6 separate regions of the Mus musculus genome follow, and all the other regions are linked to region 2. Evidence: chromatin contacts called from public HiChIP or PLAC-seq, Micro-C and promoter capture Hi-C data. All regions are on one chromosome and are shown on one strand. Each heading gives the region's core, a stretch centred on a gene start, on an enhancer-like site or on the middle of the called end of the contact. The rest is flanking DNA. Distances are from core to core; before and after follow the strand shown. Region 1 holds the start of Cdk5r1 (cyclin-dependent kinase 5, regulatory subunit 1 (p35)). Region 2 has its middle 25 kb from the start of Gm11418. Region 3 holds the start of Zfp207 (zinc finger protein 207). Region 4 holds the start of Rhbdl3 (rhomboid like 3). Region 5 holds the start of Zfp830 (zinc finger protein 830). Region 6 holds the start of Psmd11 (proteasome (prosome, macropain) 26S subunit, non-ATPase, 11).

Region 1 (3,435 bases), core at 722-3,221, 1.1 Mb after region 2:
GAAAGGAAAGCCCTTCTCCCTAAAAAAGCACGCAGCAAACCAGGGCCGTGCATGGTCAACAGTCATCAGCAGTCTCTGCAGGCTCCTGCACTGATGCCCCAGGGCTGTGCAGATCTTGCCTCACTCACAACCTCCTGGATCCTGAGTCAGGACAGCCAGCTCCAGGAGCCTTCAAGAGAAACAATACCCAGAAAAGGGCTGATTCCTCCAGGGCCACCAGCCATGGGCCCCAGCTCCGATCATGGGACAGTGGGAAGCCTCATCTACCCTGGATCCATCGTGGGTACAGGTGACATGGGCAAGTCAGTCCCTTGAGTCCCGGAAAGTGAGTGGTCAGCAGCCGAAGTGGCTCTGAATGCATCTTTTGGGTTCGCGCAAGGTTCATCAGTTCGAAAGTCCCCAGAGTTCTTGAAAGGGCTAAAAAAAAACCCCAAGGAAAGAACGTGGGAAGAGGCCCTTGGTGGCTCTGCTAGACACATACTGTACACAAAACTTGATTCTTTTAGTAATAAAATTTAAAAACAAGTGGAATCCTTGAGCCAGGATACCGGCTACAGGGGCTCACCGATCCAGCCCCAGGAGGAGTCGCTTCTTGTCCTCCTGACCGCTCTCATTCTTCAAGTCAGAGAACACTTGTGTGAAATAGTGTGGGTCGGCATTGATCTGCAGCATCTTGGAGCTCATGAGGTTGATAACTGAGAGGCAACGGTCCCAAAAGGCTTCCTTACAGCTCTCTACCAGGAAGGGCTTGAGCGGGTAGGAGATCTCATTGCCCATGTAGGAATAGGAGAGGTACAGACAGGTCAGCAGGACAGCCTGGAGCTCATGGTCGGAGCCCACCTCAGAGGAGATGACATCCCTGCAGAGCATGTAGAGGAAGACCACATTGGCCGGTGTGATGAAACCCTGGTCCTGCCAGCCCTGCAGAAGCAGGGAGCGGTCCACGCTGCGCAGCCAGAGCACGGGGTCCGTTGGGGACAAGTGCTTCAGGCGGTAGCACCGGCGGCAGAGAAACTCACCCAGGCAGCGCAGCAGCTCACTAGTGGACGCCTGGACGATGACCCGTTTGGGTGTCCCTGCAGAGGTGATGGCAGGGTGCGGGGCCTTCTTGACAGAAGAGGAGACCCCAGTCTGGGAGCCAGAAAGCTGGCTGGCTGGGGGTGCGGGCGGCTGAGCCGGCGGGGGCTGGGCGAATGTGGACAGGTTGGCACAGGACAGCGACTTCTTCAGGTTCTCATTGTTGAGATGCGCGATGTTGCTCTGGTAGCTGCTGTTGGGCTGCGCCTTCTTGGAGTTCTTCTTCTTCGCTGACACCGCCACGATCCTCTTCCAAGGCAGCACCGAGATGATGGAGTGCCGCTTCAGGTTCTTGTCCTTGGCGTTCTTGCTGTTCTGCACGGCCGTGTAGTGGCCCACGGTGGCCGCGCCATCCTCAAACAGTGTGGCCTTCCGATAGCTGGGGGATAGGGACAGCACCGTGCCCATGGTGCCACTGCGCGCCCGGCAGGGGCCGGCACCCCCGCGCGCCCAGCCTGCCGGCTGGAGGGGGGTAAAGGCTTACCGAGCCTGTAGCGGCCGCAGAGAGAAAGGAGGCGCTCCCGGGACACGACGCGTTTAGTCCTGCGGATCTGCGTGGAAAACAAGATGGTTCTCAGCCCCGGGCGGGGCTCCACGCCGCGCCCCTCCGCTCGCACTTCCGAGGCCCGAACCCCCGGGCTGCGGCCCCGTCGAGCCCCAGCCTGTGCTTCCACTGCGGCACCGGTCAAAGAGCCGCAGTGGCCTCCGCAGCAGGAATCCAACCAGGCCGCGCACACGGCCCCGGTCCGCGCAGGCTTACCCGCAGTCAGGCAGGCTCCCGCGGCAGGCGCAGCCGCTGCGTCCCAGGCCCTCCGCAATGCGCGCCGCGGCCCGGGTGCTCGACTCGGCGCGGCGGCGGCTCCCTGCTTCTGTCCAAGGTTCTGCAGACGCCGCGGCCCCGCCCCCGCCCGGCCCCCGCCTGCGTCTCCGCCGCGAGCCCGCCGGCCCCGCCCCGCCCCGCCCCGGCGCGCGCCTTGCAAGCCGCCTCTCCGGATCGCGCGCGCGGTCCACACGCCCGCTCGGTCTCGCCGCCAGGTCGCCGCCACTCGCGTCCCTCAGCGCGAGCGGCGCACGGTGGCGCCTCTAGTGGGCGCGCCCATTACGGGACACGGCGCGGGCGGCGGGAACGCGCGAAGCCGGGTCTCCACCTGGAAGGTGCCTGCGCCGCGCGCGGAGCCCGGCCTCGTGAGCTCCGGCGCCGCGCAGCGGAGCTCTCCAGGCGGGAGGGCGGGCGGGAGGGCGAGGGGGCGGGCGGGGCGGAGGGCGGGCCCCGCCCAGACACGTGCTGCCTTTGTTCCCGCCGCGGCCCCCTTGGCAGAGGCTGCGGGCGGTGCGGAGAGCTGGCCCGGGCGCTGGAGAAAGGAAGAGCCGCAATCAGCATCAGCGTAAAAGCCCGGCACCCATTAAGACTCTAGGAAAGCCAGGCCAGAAGGATGAGGGCGGCCTAGAGATCCTATCACGGAGGCTGTCAAAATTGAAGCTGCTGCGCCTTTAGGCCAGTTTCTTATTTGCCCATTTTAAAACTTGATGACAGTAAAATTGCAAGAAAATCTGGTTCTGACTACCGACACATAGTTCACAATCAGCCTCCATGTCCTTCACAAAGGCCACTGCCGAATTACAAGTCATTCATTCTGGACTGGTTCTGGAGACCCAAATTGTCAAATAAGCCAACCTGTATCTTAACTCAGACTCCCAACTCCGAACCTGAGAGAATTCCTGAAAACACCCAAAACAAGAATCTTGTTGAGGTCATTAGGCTTAAGTACTTCCAGGTTAGGGACCAGGGTGACCAGAGAGGTAAGTGCCCTGCCCTGTTACCACCCCACCCCACCCCCCAAAAAAAGTTTTTCCAGGACCTTACCAAGCACACAGGATGGCTAGCTTCGCTGTGGCCCCTTCCTAACAATGTTTCTCATAGAACAGAGTGGTACCTGCTATTACTAGAACACAGCACCTGACACTGGGTAACCTATAAACGAAATAATGAAGTGTTAGCTCACAGCTCTGGAGTATGGTCCAGAGCCAGTAGTAGGACGTGCTGTGGTGAGGATGGAGACTTCAACTCAAACCGGGAAGGGGGAGAGTAAATAATTACATTGGGGGACGGGGAATGAAGGCCAGTGTCACACTGGCTTTCTAACAACTCTGCTCAAAATTAATCCATGACTTGGAACCTTTCCTTGAGACACAGGCCGCCAGCACCTTGCCATCCTCCTGCTTCAATGTTCAGTTAGGATTCAGGCATGAGCCACCATACCAGCTCCAACGAAAACCCTCTCCAAGAGCGCTCTCAACACTGACACTGAGACCGAGCCTCAAGGGTCAGACTCAACCCCCTAGCTGCTCTTCAGTAGG
Region 2 (3,779 bases), core at 704-3,203:
CTGTAATAGGATCCAGTGCCCTCTTCTGGTGTGTGTCTGAAGACAGCTATAGTGTACGTCTATACATAAAATAAATAAATCTAAAAGGAGGAGGGAGAGGAGGAGGAGTAAAAGTCCTAAGAACCAGGGCAGCTTATAAACTGGATTCACTTTCAATTCCTGAAAGATCGGAATGTGAGGGAAATGAAACTGTCAGACAATCTTAATCAAGGTTCTATTAAAAGGGCCACCTCTCAGGGAGGCTCCAACTGGGTCTGCAGCCTCTATGGGACTGCACATCTACCTTGATCCTCATGGTGACCTCCCAGATGGAGGTTGTTCCTCTCTCCCCTCCTCCTACCTCCATCCACTCTGCTGTCTTGGGGTTTAATGGGCCGGTGTGGAGGGTTGAAAGGACAGTGTTAACAAGAGTCAAATCAAAAGGATATTCACCTAACTGTGTGTCTGCCTCTCTTCCTGGTTCCCCATTCTATTATTCCCATGCTGTGTGGGGGCCCAGCATTCGCTGAACATCTGGCCTCCCCCTCAGGAGGCTCAGGGTGTCCTTTTCCTCGCTGCAGTCAGTTCATGCTGGGCGTGCCCCACCCTCGGCAGGTGTAAGGTTTCTACTGGGTAGATCAAGCCAGCCTTGAACCCCAGCTCTTCCTGCATGAACTTCCTAAGTGCTGGGAATGCAGGGACATGCCAACCTTGCTCGACTGAGTGTGGTTGTTTCTGATTTATACCCCCTGCCCCAAGTCATTCGACTCAGGGAAAAACGCAAAACAAAAGCAAGATTTTAATCCAAGAGACAAGAGAAAAATGAAACTAAAACATGATACAAAGCTGAAGAACGGGAAAGATGGAAGAGAAAAGAATGGAAAAGCACAGTGTGTTTATGTATATAGTTCATGAACTCTTTAGAAGACTCAGGTTCCCCGGGGTCGGGGCGGGGGACGGAGGGGGGGGGGCAGAATCCAATCAAAAATATGTTACTTTCTCCGACTTCAAGCTCAGAATCACTAAAAAGTGGCAAACTGGTGATGTGATTCCAAACCTTTCCCTATCTTATCTTTTCAGAAGCTGCAGCAATTGCCTTTTCTTCTAGAATGTCGTCCCATTGTTTAAAAAGGAACTTCAAATTAGAATGATCTTCCCTGGGCAATTCCTGAAACAGCCACTAGATGGCAGAATGAGACCACAAAGATGCTGTGTCAGATTGGCTGCTGATCTGCATGCAGCCCGGGGAGCCGCGAGCTAGCAAGCCATCTCCTGCAGGCATCTGATTAATAATGGGGCTGTAATTATCTTTACACAATCCCGATTGCAGCTCCCGTTGTAGCCTAGCTGTTAAATTAAACTGCACAAATAAATATGCCTTGCGACTCAGCCTCCCCAGCACTGCCCACCCTGGGTGGCTTCCAGGCATATTAACATATCAAAACACAAACAGAACCCCTCCCCACTCCCTTCATTTTCATAACAAAAGGGGCCCCCTTTCATCTCCCCAGCAACCGGGTCTGTATTTAAATAGCTCTGTGAAGGCCGATAACGTTATTACTTTATTTCCCTAGTCTAGCCCTGGGATATCTGCTTCTTCGGGAAGATGGATGGATGGATTTTATTAGGAAGATGAAACACCCACGGACCCAAGCGGCCTGAAGCTTGGTGCAGAAGAGAGCCTGTAAAAGCCTCACCTAAAGGAATACTCAGAAATAACTAGGGATCCTAATTGGTCTGAGGCAGCGCTTTCCGGCTTAGTGGTCTAGGGTCAAAGGAATGAAAATGCAAACGAAATTGGGTTAGGGCCATAGGTTCCGGATGGTGGCATTATAAACTGTAGAGCCCTGGGCATGAAGACACATAGGGGTTAGAACTTCCTAGAAAGCACTTCACCCCAGCTGCAGGGCTGCTGACTTCCCCCCAAGTAACGGGAGATGTCTAGAGATCCTGCCTCCAGCCAGGGACAACTCAGGCGTGGGAGGGAGCTACACAGATGATGCAGATCCTGATTTGACTCCCAGTGTTAGAGAAGCTTGTACAATCCAAGGACTTGGCAGTACAAAGGCCTGTTTGGGGCGGCGGAAGCTAAGTCCTGAGGTTAACTCCTGCAGCAGGCACTCCTGTTAGGCCCCCAGTAGGTAGAGGAGAAGGGAGGCTTTACTCCCGAAGAGACTCCCTTCCATCATCCTAGGAGCTCCTCCTCTGCTCCCGACTACACATCGTTTGTGCTCCGTGGAATGAATGGGTGTCTGTTTCCGCACTCAGTGGAGGGGTGGGACTAAGCAAAGATGGAGAGGCTGAGGGAGGCGGGGCCGGGAGATCTGATAGTACATCTTAAGAAAGGAGAGAGGGATCAGCTAGCTTATCAACAGTCTGGTTCCCCAGGGTGAAGACAGGTAGATAGACTCGGGATAAACAGCATGGCTCTTCTGCGATGTGGTATCCTTGAACGCACGGGTTGATGAAAGCGAAAATGAATGAGTAAACATTCCAAGAAGCAGGGGCAAACTCCAGCCAGCACAGGGCTCTAGATCCCAAGAGCTTTCAGGAGGCGGTCTCCGAAAGGGCGGGGCTTTCTTTGACTGACATAGGTGATAGACATCTCATGAGTTGTGCCATCTCAGAATTGCCTATGTAACAATCATATGCATGAGGTAGTCTGCATGCATCAGCCTTACGGGATTTGTGATGTCCCAAAGGCCAAAGACCATCCTTTCCTTAGTGGCTTTGCACTGGAGAAATCTCTAGAGAACTGAATCCTCTGTTGGGCTTTGGTTTCTAACTGTGGTCGGAATTTTTGTTTGCTTGTTGGGAAGGGTTTTTCACAGTCCAAGGGACTATCTGGAGCAGTGAGGAAATGGTCTTCTTTGTTGACATTAGACCCTGGAGTGATTTTCCTATGACTTACACGGCCGTACCTCACTTGAAGAGGGCGCAGTAAGACAGAGCCATGATCATGAGAAGACCCCAGGAGAAAGGATAACCCCCTCCTCATATAGCTATAGATTTCCAGAGGAAATCCCAAAATCTCTCTCTGTCAGATCACAGTCATGAAAGGCTGCTTCGATGTATGCTCACCTGCCCAGGAGGCAGAGGAAGGACAGCCCATCCCCAGATACACTCCTCCTTAGCTGCTATAAGCCTCCTCCCTGAGTATCGCCCGCTACCTGGCGGGCTTCCCTTACAAGATAGAGTGGAGATGGGCTCAGGGGATTGTTGTCACAAGGGACTTCAGTTCCTTCCCTTGGTGGTTCATGCATTTATGCATTCCACAAAAATTAATTAAAAGTCTATTGTGTACAGACTATTACACTAATCACTTAAGAAGCCCGCAAAAGAAGACAGGGGCATAATGAAGCCTGTGTTTATCATCTTGAGTCCTGGAGTTGAACGTCAGCTCAGAAAGCAGGAGGCGCTTCCACTTCCCATTTGGCCCTAATGGGAGGGGAAGAGCGCACCACCGGCCTTGCCCAGTGTCTCAGCTCCTGGATGGGGAAGGGCTGTTTCGTGATTTGGCGTCCATGTTTCCAGTTTCATTTCATTGTCAAGAAGCCTTGCACCAAACTGCTCCCGGCTCCCACAGGCTCATGCTCCCTACAGTCCTGAGAGCATCAGCTACAGCATCTGCTCTTACACAGGCTCAACCCAAGCCAAGGATTGCCAGGAACTAGCCAGGAATTCAGGAGCAGGAGAGGGAGAGAATCCCAGCCAGATAGGGCCAGCTCTTCTGAGCTCTGCTCCAGGAGGTGGCTGTGTTAATGGGAGGAGCCCAGAGTGAACTTGAGGGAAGCTTCAGG
Region 3 (3,771 bases), core at 439-2,938, 1.2 Mb after region 2:
AATTATTTCAACATTTACAAATGTACATGCTAAGAGTGTCAGCTAGACAGTAGTGCCTTTAATCGCAGCACTTGGGAGCCAGAAACAAGTGGAACTCTTAAATTTCAGGCCAGGCTAGCCTACAGAGCAAGTTCCAGGACAGACTGAGACACACTGAGAAAACCTGTCTTAAAGAACAAAAACAAATAAAAGGAGTTCCATGAAGGAGAAAGGGTTAACCAAAATCAAGTGAGCCAGGACCAGTGGCACACTGCAGGCAATCTGTGGCAGGAATGACTACATCTGAACTAGATAAACTTGGTATGCAGTCTAAGATCATAAGCCCAAATAAAAATCTTTTAGCCTGGCATACCCCATGCCTTTGATTTCAACACTCCACATGCAAAGGCAGATATTTATTCTGAGTGCCAGGTCAGACAGCAAGACTAACTCAAAATATTTCTTTTCAAAAGAAAAGGCAACTTCAAACTGGGCAGTGGTGATCCATGCCTTCAATCCCAGCACTGGGGAAGCAGAGACAGGCGGAGGCCAGCCTGGTGGACAGAGCAATTTCCAGACAACCAGACCCCCAATCCCAAATAAAAAGACAGAGGGGGGGGGGAGGCAATTTCACAATTCATTAAATATACAATAGAGTTGAAACTGGGAATTCATAATCCATTATACAACTCATGACAAAGGGCACATTCAACTAAGAATCCATAAAATTTCTTCCAGTTTCATTATTAATCTATGCATTCAGGAAATGTAAATTCGCATATACTAAGAGTTCTGACCTCGCAAGACTTTTTCTGTGAGTGCATTAAATAATTCGTGACGGATTTTTAGCTACTTAACTATTTTAAAAACAAATTTGTCTTGAGACAAATAGTTTTCTTGTAATAGATTAAAAAAAATCAGTTTAGCGTAATACGTTATCCACAAAAAAAAAAAAAAAAAAAAAAGAGAGAAAATTGTTTTCCTTCTTAACAGTTTAACCAGTCCTACAAAATTGGGTAACGATAATAGAAACTCCACCCAGTTAAGCAACCGCTTCCCCAAGATTAAGGCGCCCGAAAGAGAGGCGGAAGCCGATTCTTCACCGCGAGGGGGGGGGGGCTAGTCACAGTTCAATTATCCAGGGAGTCAGGACATTTACCCCAAACTCAAGTCCCTTTGTGGGGTCTTCAACGAAACAACGGAGACAGGAGTTCTTAGGGACGACTGCACTTGGGGAACGTCTCCAGGCCCAATGATCGCGACAAACAAGCGCCTGAGTCACCGAGTTCAGCGCCACCAAACTCCGGAGCCCTCTCGCCCGAAGAACCCCATTTTACAAGAAACCACCCCAAATCCTAACCCAGCCACAGCACAAAGGCTCGGCTGGGCCCGGCCGGGCCCTACCAAACAGGCTTAACCCAAACCTATCAGACTTGTGTTCTCAAGAAGCGACACCCACGCTCGGCCTCCACGTCAACCCCACAAAGGATACCAGCACCACGGCTTGAGCTGCTTCTTCTTCTTGCGACCCATAACTGCGCCCTACAGAACAGGCAGAATAGAGGCGGAAAGAAGCTGGAAAAAACAAAAAACAAAAAACCCAAGAGACTCGCAGAGTTCTCCACACCAACCGCCACCAGCGCGTCCCGCAGGAAACAGACACAAAATGGCCGACACCCTCGTTCTATCTCCACCTCCCATCAGCCACCGCGGTGAGAGCTGTGCGGGTCACGTGACGCAGGCTTCGGCCCTGAGTGGCTGAGCGGGCGCTGCCGCCATCTTAATGGGGTTAAGTGGTGGTGGCGCTCCCGGGCTGAGGACGCTGATCCTTTAGAGCTTGGGTCATCCAGTACGTCGGCTATCCCGTATGCAAATTGAAGGGAGGAAAAGATTAGGAGTATAATTAAGGATAGATTACAAATAAATAAAGATAATTGGGACATGGTCAATTTGGGTTTTGTTTTGTTTTGTTTTTTGCTGTTGTGTGTTTTGCTTTTATTTTTTGAGATGGGTCTCTTCATAGCCCTGCTGATAGAGGAAATGACCAAGCTGGCCTCAAACTCAAAGATGCGCCTGCTTCTGCCTGCCAGCGACTGTTTGGGATTAAAGGCACACGCCCGGATTGCGACCTGGTCAATTTTTAAATCTTGTTTCAGTTGCCTTTCGGGAGTGGGGCGTATATGGTCAAGGAAGAGTTACCGTTTTTTTTTTCAGTGAACCACAGTCTAGGAAGCAGTATGGGTGAGATCAGCAGTAGCGATAAGGGAAATGTGAAGTGCTTCAGAATCGCAAAAAGGCAATCCTTAAGCGGCTTCGGAGAACATAGGAATGTTTAGAAAGATGAAAGAAGATGCAGTGGGAGAAAGCTTAAGTTATCTTATTACCTGGGTCTTGTGTCTGTTGTCCCAGCACTCAGAAGGCCAAGACAGAAAATGCTATGAGGCTAAGACTTAGAGGCTAGCCTGGAGAACAAAGCCTGATCTTGTCTTTGAATAAAAAAAAAAAAATTTTTTTTTTAAAATGCAGTGAGCCAAGCATGGATGGTGCATGCCTTTAATCCCAGCACTCAAAAGGCTGAGGCTGGTGGATCTGAATGTATAGCCAGGTTCCTGCCTACATAGAACATTCAGGGTTATGTAGAGAAACCTTGTATCGAAGTTTTAATTACTGATAAAATGCAGTGTTTGAGGATTTGAACTTAAAAGTAACAAGACAGGAAAAGTGTTGCTGGCAAAAGATAATCCTGGAAAATGTGGCAAGGAAGAGTGTAAGAGAATTGGATATTGTATATGCTGAAGTCTCTTGAAACCACAGAAAGGTTCGCAAACAAAAAATGTTGGTGGAACATGCCTGCAATCAGGGAATTCCAGGAGGCTGAGGCTGGAGTTAAAGGTCTAACCTCAGTTACATAGTGAATTAAATAATGCCTGGGATACATGAAACTTCATTTAAAAGTAAGATTGAGGGGCCTGGAGAGATGGCTCAGCTGTTAAGAGCACTGAAACTCACTCTGTAGACCAGGCTAGCCTCAAAAGCAGAAATCCGCCTGCCTCTGCCTCCCAAGTGCTAGGATTAAAGTCATGGACCACCACTGCCTGGCTTAATTACTCCTTTTTTTAACTTTTACAATTTTCTAATACTGCCGCCCAAAGTCTTAGGTTGCCTTTCAATTCTGTCTGAATTCTGTCTTCGGGACAACCTATACTGTGTTTGCACAGATCTATGAGAATCTGATGTTTCTGAGTTCATACGGTTGCTAGGACACTACCCTGTTTTCATGAGATGAACCCCATAAGTGGAATCAATAGGACTCTACAAGCTTGTGCTTTAAAAATGTAGAGTCACAGCCTTGCCTTTAATCCCAACACTGGGAGGCAGAGGCTGGCAGATCTCCAGCCTGGCCTACAGAGGGTTCCAGGACAGCTAAGGCTACACAGAGAAACCCTGTCTTATCAAACAAACAAACAATAAACAAATCAGTAAAAGAGAGAAAGAAAGAAAAAAAAAAGAAGTAAAATCAGGGAATATATCCATGAAACATTTCATGAGTTGTGTTTTTATATTTTCTCAACAAACCCAGGATATTGGGGTCATTTTTAACCTGTTAATATAGATCAGATAGTTAAGGGGCTGGATCTGTATGGGTCTGGAGCTTAGTAGGTAGAATGTTTGCCCAGCATGCACAAAGCTTTGGGTCAACCCTAGGCATTCCATGGAAGCACAGCCTATAATCCCAGAACTCAGAGAAGTAGGCTCCAAAAGGTGATGTCTGACCTCTGTGTCATTTAGTGT
Region 4 (3,707 bases), core at 1,018-3,517, 1.3 Mb after region 2:
CATCCCCACTGCAGAACGAGACACAAGATCAGCCTTCGGAAGAGCCCATTTTGTGAGTAGATCCTCCTCCCCAAGGAAGACAGAGATTTCATGTTACTGGGGCAAAGCATTTTTTATAATAGGAGCAGAAAAGGAGCCAAATGATTCTTTTATGCCCCTTCCCCCACCTCCCCCCAGCCTCCCACTGCAATCCTCTCCTCTTGCATAGCGAAAACTTTAATACAAGTTGTCCAATCTCTGGGTGGCGTAAGCCCAGCCATGGTGCAAGAAGAATTTGTAGGGATGAACGATTTCTCTCTAGGGAGCCTACTGCTGTCTCCGGATACCCAGAGCACCGTGTGGCTCCGCCCTAGATGTATTAAGCCACGCCTCCATAGCACGTCACCATCTCCGGAGCACTGAGCTAGGAAAGCCCACGCAGTCAAGCAGGAAGACTGAGACCGGTTTCAGGCAGGGCTGGGAAGAAGAAAGGTATTTAACTGCTCACATACCTTTTCAAACAGGACTTTCCAGTGCTGGTAGAGAGGGAGGCCATGCGGGAGAGGAAGAAGAGAAAGAAAGGCACTTATCACCAAGGTTTCTGTAGACCCCTGAGGTTTCTGACATCACCTCCCAGCTGTTGCCCAGCAGTCAGAATCAGGTTCAGGGGCCCCCCAGATGAAACCTGAAAAGTCCCCGTGTGAGCGAAGGCAGAACTCGCACAGTACGGTGTGGGAATGGGGTGTTTTTTTTTGGGGGGGGGGAACACAGTCAGATGCTGGAATGAGAACAAGGACGATTCCCAACCGTGTCTCCGGGTTTCTGATAACTTCTGCTACGGAAAGGTCACGTCCACATCTACTCCCGGAGTACACCTTCAGACCTTGTCTGTTGGAGGACTCTGCTCAGGAGACTCGCCCCTGCTTGAGCACTCTGTGTGTGTGTGTGTGTGTGTGTGTGTGTGTGTGTGTTCCCCAATATGCTTCCAAGACTGAGTGCAAGTACTGAATACAGAAGACTCTCTCAGGAGTTAGGGCCAGGACAAAGTGACAGGTTTAGTTACGCAAACCCGAGAGATGTTAGACTCCCGGCCCATTCAGATTTGCTGGCTGTGGTTTCGTAGGCTGGGGTTTCTGGTTTAATTTTACTCTGAAGGAGGGACAGGTCCGAGGCAGGGTGCCGAGAGGGAGTAGTTTCATCAACTCAAGCACCCGGGGCTTTCCAGATCCTGCCTCGCCTCCCAGGACAGCAGACAAGAGATCTAAGCGGCAGATGGCAGGAAAGCCCTCTGGAGTAACCCCTCCCTACCCTGCCCCAGGGGACCGTTCCTGGCACCGAGGTGGTCAGGGACTCCTGAGCCCCCTGCTGGGAGCATTTCGACCCAGCTAGCTCTGGCTGGGTTCAGGGACTGAGATCAGTTTGAATTTCAATCAGTGTCGCGACCGGACTGACGCCGGCGGGAGCTAATCTGGCAGCCGAGAAGGGGTCTCCAGAGCGGTCTGCGCTGATCAGAGACTGGGCATCTGCGGCGCCGGTTCCTTCCCCGGGCTTGCAGAGTCCGCAGGTCGCTGAGGGGAGGGGAGGGGAAGTCACTACAGTGACGCGGCCGCCTCTGCAGGAAAACGCCGTGTCCCGGGCACTGCACCAGCCGCGGGGAGGGGGCTCGGCAGCCGACAGGTTCCCGGCGCAGTGGCCCGGGCTGTGTCCCGCAGTGAAGCCGCGGGAACCCGAGCGGGGTGGGGAGCGCGCGCTTGCATTTGGGGGAGACCTATCTCTCCTACCCTCGGGGACCCCCGACTCATCCCGGACGCTCCGGTGACATAACCTTGAAGCCTCTAAGTTGTCTGCGGGGTAGGGAGCTGAGGCAGTGGCGTCTCCCCGCGTGGCGCCCCCCAGAAAGTTTGAGGGACACAGGAGGGGGCACTCACGTCTTCTGGCGCGGCGGGCAGTCGCTCCTCGGCCTCGGGCTCCAGCTCCTCGATGCGCTCAGCCTCCGCGCAGGCGGCCACTGCGGGGCCGGGGCTGGGGTGCTCGCCCATGGCCCAGACTGCGGCGCTCGTCCCGGGGCGCCGGGCTAACTTTGCGCCGCCGCGGCCGTGCTGCTCCAGGAGCTAGCTGCGCCCCTCGCCGCCTCCGCGCTCGCTCCCATGGTTCTGCTCTCCCCACCGCCCTCACTGCGGCCCCCGCGACCCGGGGCGCTGGGCCCCTAGCCGCCAAACTTCTTGGCCTCTGTCGCGGGCCCGAGGCAGGGCGCCCTTGGGCCAGCCGGGCCCTACCGCTCCCCGCGCTCCTTCCCGCTCCGCGCGGCCCCCGCTCTGCGCGCGAGCCTCCTCCTCCCCACGGACTCCTCCGGGGTGGCGCGCGGCGGGGGCGGGGCTGCTCGCGGGGCCCCCGCCCCCCCAGGCCGCCCGCGGGGAGGGAGGGAGGGAAAGAGGGAGGGCTGGCTGCCGGGAGGCGAGCGACAAGCCGCCGCTCCTCCCGCCCGGAGATGGGGACTGCGTTGCCCTCAGCCTGCTCAGCTCAGCACCGGGTTAACCATCACTTGGAAGCAGCAGATTGTGTGACGGAGGCAGAAGCGAGGTTCTCACGAAGTTGGCCATGTCAGGGTTAAATAGGACTGAATTGAGAGTGAGATGTGAAAATTGGATTCCACCAGCCACCCTTAAGACCTCTCTCTGTTCGCTGTGGTCTTGGATTCTGGGAGGTCTGGGAAAGCCTAGAGATGAGAGAAAGGTCAGGTGGTTTGGGACCCTAAATCCTAACCTTTGCCCTACCTCTCCATCTAGAGCTGTATGCTATCTTCAGGTTTCTCGACCATGTTAAATCCAGGAAAGTAGTGCCCTGCCAGACAGGAGCGGAGGGGTGGAGTGCCGGGGAGGGATTGCGGGGTGGGGGGAGAGCTGGCCGGGGGTGGGGGTGGGGGTGGTGGGGAACAAAAACAAAAAACTAAAACTAAAAACCAGGAATGAAGTTAGCAAAGTACTAAAGGATGTTTAAAGAAGAAAAATGGGAGACAGAGTACCTGTGGGAAAAGCGATCTTCCCACCTAACTATAATTTGTGCCAGTGCCCGGGCTGGGGTAGATGCTCCTCAAGGGAGGCTCAGGGGCTCAGTCCTGGTTCAGCCGCCCCTCCCCCTCCCACACTCCCCACACCCACACACACCCCCACCCCCGCTCCTCCGGCAGCCTACATACAGAACCAAAGCCCTTCAACCTCTCCGCATCATCATTACCCCTCTCGACGTCCAAAGGATTATTATTATTATCAGAAGTTGCAATTAACACCTTCATTTTCATAACGCAAATGTAACCACATCGTGCAAACCCAGGATCCAACCTGTGACCATCTCGCCCAGCACTGACTACTCCTCTTAAACCCAGAAGGAAATCAGTTCCATCCTAATTAGGTGAGTTTGCAACAGACACCAATTTTCATCTCGGTTTCAGAAAGTGTGATCATTCCAACTATTTTTGTTTCTTGCCACCCCTCCCCCATCTCTACTCTACTAACAAGTCAAGATCCTGCCAAGATTTCCTTGTAAATAAAACTGTCTGCATGGGGGTGTGATTTTTTTGAAAACTGCCTTCAGGGGACAGAAGAGAGGCTGAATTCTTTCTGATAAAAAAGCCTATTAGGATAAGCAACTGCTGGGGCCCTGAGGGCCAGGGACCCTGTCTCTACCTCCCCTGCTACCGTTGGCTGGACATAACATGAGCAGTGCTGGCT
Region 5 (3,697 bases), core at 72-2,571, 1.2 Mb before region 2:
CAAAAATGTCAAAAACGGTTTTACCTCAAACATTTTATAATAAATAGCACCGCACACAGTACCATCCCCAAAGTATTACTCCTCACTGGCTTACTTTATCCCAACAATTAGGGGTATCCAAGGTCAGAGGAACCCAAGAACTTGGACACAGCACTTTTTAAGGGACAGCGGGGACTGATGGAAAGCTTGGGTCTTCAAAACCTTACAGCAAAGCCCCCTTTACCCTCCAGTCCTGAGACAGCAAATCCTGTAATTCTCCTTCGTCGTCACTGTCCACATTCTCCTCTTCCTTTTTCTGAAGTTCTTTTATGGTCAAAACCTCTTTAAGTTTGTTTTTTATTTCATCCTGGCGATTCCGCAGCTTTTCCACTCGGCGGTAACATTCTATCTGCTCATCAATCTCTCCAATCTGCCGGTCCAACCGTCCCTCCTCATCCTCTTCAGCAACGATCGCTTCAGAGATAGTGTTGACTTGCCTCATAGCCTTTTGAAACTCGTCCCACTCTTTGTCCATCTGATCCTTTGGGGCATCCACCTTCCGGACCTTTGCATCTACCTCAGGGTCGTCGAAGAACCCTTCTGGTAATGCTTCGGCGGTGTTCTCTCTTCTTTCCACCACTTTTTCATGTATTTCTGCTTTCTCAATGGACCCTGAATGAGGAACTAAGGGGGCCTTGGGAGGATTTGTATTAAACGGATCGTTTGGCAGCACATTGCTTGTTGTCTCCCTCGGAGAGGCAAGCGAGTGTTCTTTGCCCTGTGCATCCGGAAGATGCTTGCTGCTGTCCCTTCTTTCTTCTCCACCTCCCTCTTCTTCCTCCTCTTCCTCATCGTCATAATCAGGCAGTAAACCGAGTCCAGGTTTACTGGGGGCCGCCCTAGCGGCATCCAAGTTGGCGGACGAGGCTGAGGTGGAGGGCTGTACCTGAGGTCCCGCGGAGGCCTTGGCTTTCTTGGCGTCTTGGCTCTCCACATCCGTCGCTCTCCTCTTGGTGGCCTGAGGTACAGTGCCGGTCGACGGGCCCTGGGTTGCTCCTTTGGCGCCTTTCAGCTCCGCTACTCTCTCCCGGTGCTGCTTTCCCAGAACATGGGTCTGCCACAGGAGCTCGCTCTTGACCGGGGTGTTACACAGTGCGCAGCTCAGCTGCCCCAGACGGTTGTACTTGGCGAATGGAGATTCGATCCTCTTCCGGTTGGTGCTCAGGCGCTGCTTCTCCCTCATCAAGCGCCTCAGTTCTTCCTGATTCACCACTCGCTTCCCAGCCGGAGTCCGAGTAGAGGTGGAGGACGCCATGTTTGCGCCCAGGACTCAGGCGAGTCTAGCTTCCGAGGCGTGATAGCGTCACTTCCTGTTATGGCGCCGATTGGCCCACACTCAGGAGTGTGGGCGTGGCGCCAGGGTTCGGAGTCGGCAAGTTTGGGGCTGGACTGTTGAACCATGGCTGCGATCAAAATCGCTAACCCTGGCGCTGAAGTGACCCGGAGCCAAGCGGCCTTGGCTGTGAACATCTGCGCCGCCCGTGGGCTGCAGGATGTGCTGCGTCCCACCTTGGGTCCTAAGGGCGCGCTAAAAATGTGAGATGCCGCTAGAGTGTGCGGGGTGTCGCGGCTCACTCTGATTCTGATGCTGATCAGTGAAAACCTGTGAGCAATGCTGCGACATTTAGACACCCGGTTTCCTCTCTCTCACTCCTGCTCTTAGGATTCTCTAGCCGAGGAAGAGAGCGCCTCCCCGAAGAAAAGACTCCGTCAATAGAAACTGTTAGCCTTGTGCGCGCGCTCAGCAGACGTTGGGCTGCAGCTCCGCCGCAGGCAGTATTGTTTTGACGTGGTGGAGTGGTACTGGCTTTGGAGCTAGGCAGGCATAGGTTCAAATTCAAGTTCCATTATCTTCCAGCAGTTGGGACTCTCCGCACCTACAGTTCTTCATGTTTAGTCATCCATTTGGACATATGTTTATTTAGCACCATTGTTTTACGAAGAAAGAAGAGTAGGGGAGATCAAAAGGTCTCTTGGGAAAGAGACACCCTGAGAGGAATGAGCAAAGTAGCGTTTATAGTAAACGAGTCCACTTAACACTAGATGCTGGAAAAACAGATGGGATAGTTTCTGTCCTTTCCTTTAAAAACCTGATTTATATTTACGTGTGCACATCTGTCTGAGTTTATGTGCATCAGGTGTGAGCAGATGCCCCCAGAGGTCAGAGGGTGACAGATCCCTAGAACTCGAGTTATAGGCAGTTGTAAGCCATTTGATATGGGTGCTGGAGACCAAGCTCAGATCCTCTTCAAAAACAATAAGTGCTTTTTAACTGCTGAGCCATCTCTCTAGCCTTTGAGATGGTATCCTTAAAGTGACATGGCAGTGACAGGTATGTCAATTATATAGAGATGCAAATGATTTTACAGAGGAAAGGGCCCAATTACCGATGATTGAAGGAAAATCCTCTCAGATATCAGGGGATGTTTGATCAGAGTTGTAGAAGAATGAGTGACAGGAATCAAGACCTCCTAGTGGTGTAAATCCACCAGAAATAAACATTATAATGCATTAAGGGAACAGAAAGACCTACTGTGGGAATAATGGTGGATGGAACAGGAGAGTTTGGAAAAGGCCAAGTATGTTACTGATAAATTACCTGGATTTTTATCTTGAAGATGGTAGAGAATGTAACATCTTTGAAGGATTGGTGATCAGGAAACTGAATCCCATTGCCTTTTAGAAAGATGTAGCATGGAGGGTTGATTCAAATTAGGAGACAAGATGCTGTCTAAGCAGTCTAGGAAGGATAACAATTAAATTGGAGAGAGATGTCCAAAGGCATTTTAATTGTAGAATTGACTAAGCTTGGTGATTTAATAAATGCAAGGCACTAGACAACTAAATTCAGTGGCTGAATCATGACATTCACCAAGATAAAAACCTACAGAAATTTGTAGATTTGTACTCTGTTTCATACTTTTAAAAAAATATTTATTTTTATCATGTATACAATGTTCTACTTGCATGTATGCCTGCATGCCAGAAGAGGGCACCAGATCTCATTATAGATGGTTGTGAGCCACCATGTGGTTGCTAGCAATTGAACTCAGGTCCTATGGAAGAGCAGCCAGTGCTCTTAACCTCTGAGCCATCTCTCCAGCCCTGTTTTATACTTTTCATTAGCCAACATGTATAACTCATCAGCTCGTGTTTAAACCATAAATGCTCTGTTTGGAATGAAATTACTGTAAGGTCATCCGGGAGAACTAATCCCATGAGACGCAAGTGGCAGTCACTACCACATGTCACCACGTGGCTCAGTGTAGCGTTTCCAAGCCCAGTCAACTGTTTTTAGGACCATAAATGGCAAGAACTCGGGAGGGTTTGTTGATTCTTGGCTTGTGTAGTTAAGCACCATTGTCCTTTTTACAGGCTTGTTTCTGGGGCAGGTGACATCAAACTCACCAAAGACGGCAATGTACTGCTTCATGAGATGGTGAGCCAATGCTCTTTGTCATTTTCTTTTCTCAGACAGGAGCTGCCTATGTAGCCCTGGCTGGCCGCAAATTCACAATTTCCTCTCCCCTTCTTGCCTGCCTCAGCTTCCTGAGTGTTGGATTCAGGTATTAGATGCAGTGCCGAGCTGCTGCTGGCTATGATAAATTGTATAAGCTTTAATTAAGAACATGGCACATGGGCTGGGAATGCAGCTCAG
Region 6 (3,722 bases), core at 758-3,257, 1.2 Mb after region 2:
GCATCATGACTTGACAAAATCCAAGATTTTGATACTCATGATGGAGTCCGGAAAAAGTAATGCTGTCACCCACCATGACTCAAGCTTACTCTAACAGGGGAGCTGGCAGGGGACTCTTAGTATAATGAGCAACCACTCCTTTTTTTTGTTTTGTTTTTCTTTTTATAGTATCTGTATTTTACTTTTCTTTAGAGGGTTGTTTTTTTTTCCCTTATTTGTTTGGTAGTTTCATTTGGAAAATAGGTTAAGGTTCATAAAGGGTCTGATAAAGGTGAAATACTCTAATGGCAATGTTTATTAGTAATTTCTACTTTCTGAAAGGCAAACAAATCAGGCACTATGCACAAAAAACTTTTATGCTCCGCAGATTATTAAATATTAAAGTGTGATCTAAATATTAAAGTGTGATCACAGAAAAATGTCTTTGTAAAAACATCCGATGGCTATGGTACTCTGCTCTAAAACGGACACTATCAGAACTTCGAAATGAAACTCTTCATGATTCCTTCACAATGCACTGTGCTCTCTCGTCTCCTCTCCTTTCTAGTATTCCCAGAGTCAAGAACTTCAAGCTGTTGACAGTGTCCTTTCTTGGTACAAGTCTTGTGTACAGAAATTCAAGACTCAGCAACTCAGTTAAGTCAACATAAGCATCAACATCCTGGCAGTCCCTCATATACCTGCATTCACCAACAACTTGTTGATCCAATCCGAATCTCCCAGGCTACATTTGAAAGCTCACGCCGGGCGGGCATAGTGGCACACGCCTTTAACGCCAGCACTTGGGAGGCAGAGACAGGCGGATTTCTGAGTTCAAGGCCAGCCTGGTCTACAAAGTAAGTTTCAGGACAGCCAGGGCTACATGGAGAAAATCTGTCTCAAAAAACCAAAAAAAAAAAAAAAAAAAAAAACCTCACATTACCACAGGAGGAAGCTCATTCTCTAACTGAACCCTTAAGGAATGAATATTAAAAGGCCTTCTCTGCCATCAACCACTTATTTCTATTTACACCTGAATCCCAGTAGAAAGCGACCGGCTGGAGGTTCCTACTTCAACTTTCCTGTTGCCCTACGGTTTAAGACAATCACGCTATGGTATTAAAATTTTTCTTTTTCTCCAGCAATGTGCGGCCCGCCGGTCCCAAAAAGTTCCCTGAACGACAGCCTCTCAGAACTCAGAACTAAACTTCAACCCCTACTGGGAAAAATGAGTCACCTCCTCTGTCCCGGCGGTCCCACTCGGACGACACTTCAGCTCACAAGCTACACCGGTCAAATACCAATCTTAAGCGTGTGGCACCCCTCAACTTCCCACACCCAGAAAGTGGCCCTCTGCTGCCGGCGGCTGCGGCTGAGGGCTGGCTGTAAGCGACAGCTCCCAGCGTCCCGGAAGAAAACTCCAAGAGAAGCGCTCGCGCTCCCACCCGGAGCAACCTGTGCTGATAACAACGGCGGGAAATGTCAGTCCTGCGCGGCAGTCGCCCGGACCTCTCAACAACACACTCTCCGACCCGTCTGTCCCGGGCCGCCACTCTCAGCCCCCGGCCAGCTCGCGCGGGCCACAATCGGGGACCCTTGAGGGGTAGCGAACCTGGCCCGGCCCGCTCGCCACGCTGCGCTGCGCTGCGCCCACCGTGAGTCAGCAGGCAGCAGGTGGACGGGCCGGCTGCCTAGGGGCTTCCCGCCCGATTGGAAGCCATGGGGCTCCTGGGGTCCCCGAGCGGCCTGCGCCCCCAGCCCGGCCCCCCTCACACACAGTGAGTCAGCAGCACCATAGCCGGCTAGCCCGGCCCCTCTCCGCCGCCTCCGACCCACACAGGCCGCGCCGGGACGGCGGAGCCGCGGGGACGGCGCCAGGCCCTTTACCGATGGAGTGGAGGATGTCGATGGAGGCCTCCCGGTCGGTGCTGAGTAGAGACTGGGCTCTCTGGAACTCCACCACCGCTGCGGCCGCCATCTTACCGCTCTCACACCGTCCCCGGCCGCGGCCGCCGACGCCGGAAACACACACCCGGAAGACCCGCCCTCGCGTTCCTACCAGAAGACCCCGCCTCCCTTCTCCGAGCACCCCGGGAGTTGTAGTCTCTCTGCCCCGTGGGTGGCCCAGGAGCGTCCCGCAAGCGACAAACGAGCTCCCCCATCGCCATCTCGCGGCCATCTGAAGAGACAAACCGAAATTAATCCCCACCACTCCAAAAGAGGCTGAGTACTCAAGGAAAGCTGCTTGGCTGTTTGTATAGTATCCCCGTGTAACCAGTCACTCATAGCGATAGATGATCTTTCAAATTGCCTATTATGTGGCAGGAATAGCACCGTTCAGATTCATTCAGATGTTTTGCAGGGAGGACACATACACACACTCCCTTCCAGGACGGAAGAAATCGCCAATGTAAAAGAACACTGTCTTTCACAAATAGCCATTCCATCATCGGACAGAGCTTCACATTGTGGATTGAAAGTCATCTTTGACCCAATCATTCAATCTAAATAGTTCTTGAGATTCACATTTGACTCATACCAGCTTTCCAGCTCAACAATAGAACAAAATTTTCCTCCCGTATCTCCAATTCCTTCAACTGTAATAGGATATCTGTGAAGATATCAAGGGAAAGGGGAAAAAAGCATGTTTCTTATCACTAAGGATCAACCTAAAGATGTTGCTAAACCTATACAGAGGGAGACCTTCTAAGTTGATGACAATCTGGAAATTAAATAGCTGTGCTGTATAAAAAACTAAGTAGAACCAACATTATACTCCTCTATGACTGGACTAATCAATCTCTATACCTGTCTCCTTTCATTTGTCCAACAATACTCAACAAGAGTCTTTGAAAAAATATTTAATTAATACCTAAGGAAACTGAAGGGAATAAAGTGACTGACAGAACTGAGACCTGGTAGGAAAGACATTCCCACCCTTTGCATTTTCTAATGAAATCTGGGTAATATCCCACCATGCTGGTAACAGAAGTCCTGACTTTGTTGTGTCACGTGAACTAAACTGGCTTCCAAATTCTCCCAACTCTGAAATTCCATGAACTTCGGTGTAATGCTGTGATCATCCCCCCCCCCCCACACACACACACACACACACTCACCCAAGAAGTCATTCCTTCTTTCTCAATCTGATGGAGAGCTAATGAGACTATACTGAATTCATTTGTTGTTGTAGTTTTTAAGTTTTTACTTCTATGTCTGTCTGTCTGTGGGAACTCACATGCCATGGCATGCACATGGAGAAGGGAACTCTTGCAGAAGTCAGTACTCACAATCATGGCCAGCCCAGAGATTGAACTCAGGGACTCATGTTTGGCAGCAAGCACCCTTATCTGTGCCCTCTTCCCTTCTCCTCTCCCAGGTGCTAGAATTAAAGGCACTTCCAGCTTCTGTCTCTTTTTTTTTTTTTTTTTTTTTTTGGTTTTTTGAGACAGGGTTTCTCTGTATAGCCCTGGCTGTCCTGGAACTCACTTTGTAGATCAGGCTGGCCTCGAACTCAGAAATCCGCCTGCCTCTGCCTCCCAAGTGCTGGGATTAAAGGCGTGTGCCACCACAACCAGTCTCCAGCTTCTGTATCTTTTCTTTCTCTCTTTCTTTCTCTCTTTCTTCCTTTCTTTCTTTCTTTCTTTCTTTCTTTTTTGTTGTTGTTTTGTTTTGTTTGTTTGCTTGTTTGTTTGTTTGTTTTTCGAGACAGGGTTTCTCTGTGTAGCCCTGGCTATCCTGGA

What was found. Promoter capture Hi-C pulls out the DNA fragments that hold promoters and counts their contacts. A called contact is a pair of places that touch in the nucleus more often than the background predicts. HiChIP or PLAC-seq counts read pairs in DNA pulled down with a chosen protein or histone mark.
Region 1: an H3K4me3 HiChIP or PLAC-seq map of embryonic forebrain shows a contact between it and region 2, with 7 times the contacts expected there. The contact joins the promoter of Cdk5r1 here to the enhancer-like site in region 2. A contact is called at or near these places in 4 of 39 promoter capture datasets (embryonic stem cells, hippocampal neurons, second pharyngeal arch cranial neural crest and 1 more), 1 of 15 datasets of contacts at CTCF or cohesin (embryonic stem cells), 14 of 484 Hi-C or Micro-C datasets (the G1E-ER4 cell line, the HL-1 cell line, cerebellum and 4 more), 17 of 115 datasets of contacts at active chromatin or transcription factors (VIP interneurons, astrocytes, craniofacial prominence and 9 more) and 3 of 9 other capture datasets (embryonic stem cells, embryonic tail and embryonic trunk).
Region 3: a contact with region 2 is called in a promoter capture Hi-C map of hippocampal neurons, with 5 times the contacts expected there. The contact joins the promoter of Zfp207 here to the enhancer-like site in region 2. A contact is called at or near these places in 8 of 39 promoter capture datasets (the 3T3-L1 cell line, 3T3-L1-derived adipocytes, cranial neural crest and 4 more), 5 of 115 datasets of contacts at active chromatin or transcription factors (the NIH/3T3 cell line, astrocytes, embryonic forebrain and 2 more) and 1 of 9 other capture datasets (embryonic stem cells).
Region 4: a contact with region 2 is called in a Micro-C map of embryonic stem cells, with 7 times the contacts expected there. The contact joins the promoter of Rhbdl3 here to the enhancer-like site in region 2. A contact is called at or near these places in 6 of 484 Hi-C or Micro-C datasets (the G1E-ER4 cell line, the P5424 cell line and embryonic stem cells), 2 of 115 datasets of contacts at active chromatin or transcription factors (embryonic forebrain and embryonic stem cells) and 1 of 9 other capture datasets (embryonic trunk).
Region 5: an H3K27ac HiChIP or PLAC-seq map of embryonic stem cells shows a contact between it and region 2, with 3 times the contacts expected there. The contact joins the promoter of Zfp830 here to the enhancer-like site in region 2. A contact is called at or near these places in 3 of 39 promoter capture datasets (the 3T3-L1 cell line and stem cell-derived epiblast-like cells), 5 of 115 datasets of contacts at active chromatin or transcription factors (astrocytes, embryonic forebrain and embryonic stem cells) and 1 of 9 other capture datasets (embryonic stem cells).
Region 6: a promoter capture Hi-C map of embryonic stem cells shows a contact between it and region 2, with 4 times the contacts expected there. The contact joins the promoter of Psmd11 here to the enhancer-like site in region 2. A contact is called at or near these places in 5 of 39 promoter capture datasets (the 3T3-L1 cell line, the SN4741 cell line, embryonic stem cells and 2 more), 2 of 15 datasets of contacts at CTCF or cohesin (embryonic stem cells and large pre-B cells), 15 of 484 Hi-C or Micro-C datasets (the G1E-ER4 cell line, cerebellar granule neurons, cerebellum and 6 more), 4 of 115 datasets of contacts at active chromatin or transcription factors (astrocytes, embryonic forebrain, embryonic stem cells and 1 more) and 3 of 9 other capture datasets (embryonic stem cells, embryonic tail and embryonic trunk).

What each region holds. Positions count from the first base shown.
Region 1 is chr11:80,475,559-80,478,993 of GRCm38.p6, reverse strand. Cdk5r1 (cyclin-dependent kinase 5, regulatory subunit 1 (p35)) reads right to left here and starts at 1,971. Exons shown (of 1, transcript NM_009871.3): 1 at 1-1,971. The coding sequence starts at 1,485. The coding sequence ends at 562.
Region 2 is chr11:81,610,850-81,614,628 of GRCm38.p6, reverse strand. It overlaps a transcript of Asic2 not described here. Among named protein-coding and RNA genes, the nearest start is that of Gm11418, 25 kb to the right of the region's middle. Within about 2 kb of position 1,953, at least 89 of the 459 cell types and tissues checked have an H3K27ac peak or open chromatin away from gene starts, as enhancers often do. A contact at or near this core is called in VIP interneurons, cerebellar granule neurons, cerebellum and 9 more, where this site is marked.
Region 3 is chr11:80,381,196-80,384,966 of GRCm38.p6, reverse strand. Zfp207 (zinc finger protein 207) reads right to left here and starts at 1,688. Exons shown (of 12, transcript NM_001130169.1): 1 at 1,472-1,688. The coding sequence starts at 1,512.
Region 4 is chr11:80,299,472-80,303,178 of GRCm38.p6, reverse strand. It overlaps Rhbdl3 (rhomboid like 3), which reads right to left and starts at 2,267. Exons shown (of 9, transcript NM_139228.3): 1 at 1,908-2,267; 2 at 492-515. The coding sequence starts at 2,018.
Region 5 is chr11:82,761,969-82,765,665 of GRCm38.p6, reverse strand. Zfp830 (zinc finger protein 830) reads right to left here and starts at 1,321. Exons shown (of 1, transcript NM_025884.4): 1 at 1-1,321. The coding sequence starts at 1,294. The coding sequence ends at 203. Cct6b (chaperonin containing Tcp1, subunit 6b (zeta)) reads left to right here and starts at 1,345. Exons shown (of 14, transcript NM_009839.3): 1 at 1,345-1,575; 2 at 3,415-3,478. The coding sequence starts at 1,439.
Region 6 is chr11:80,426,900-80,430,621 of GRCm38.p6, reverse strand. Psmd11 (proteasome (prosome, macropain) 26S subunit, non-ATPase, 11) reads right to left here and starts at 2,007. Exons shown (of 14, transcript NM_178616.3): 1 at 1,867-2,007. The coding sequence starts at 1,957.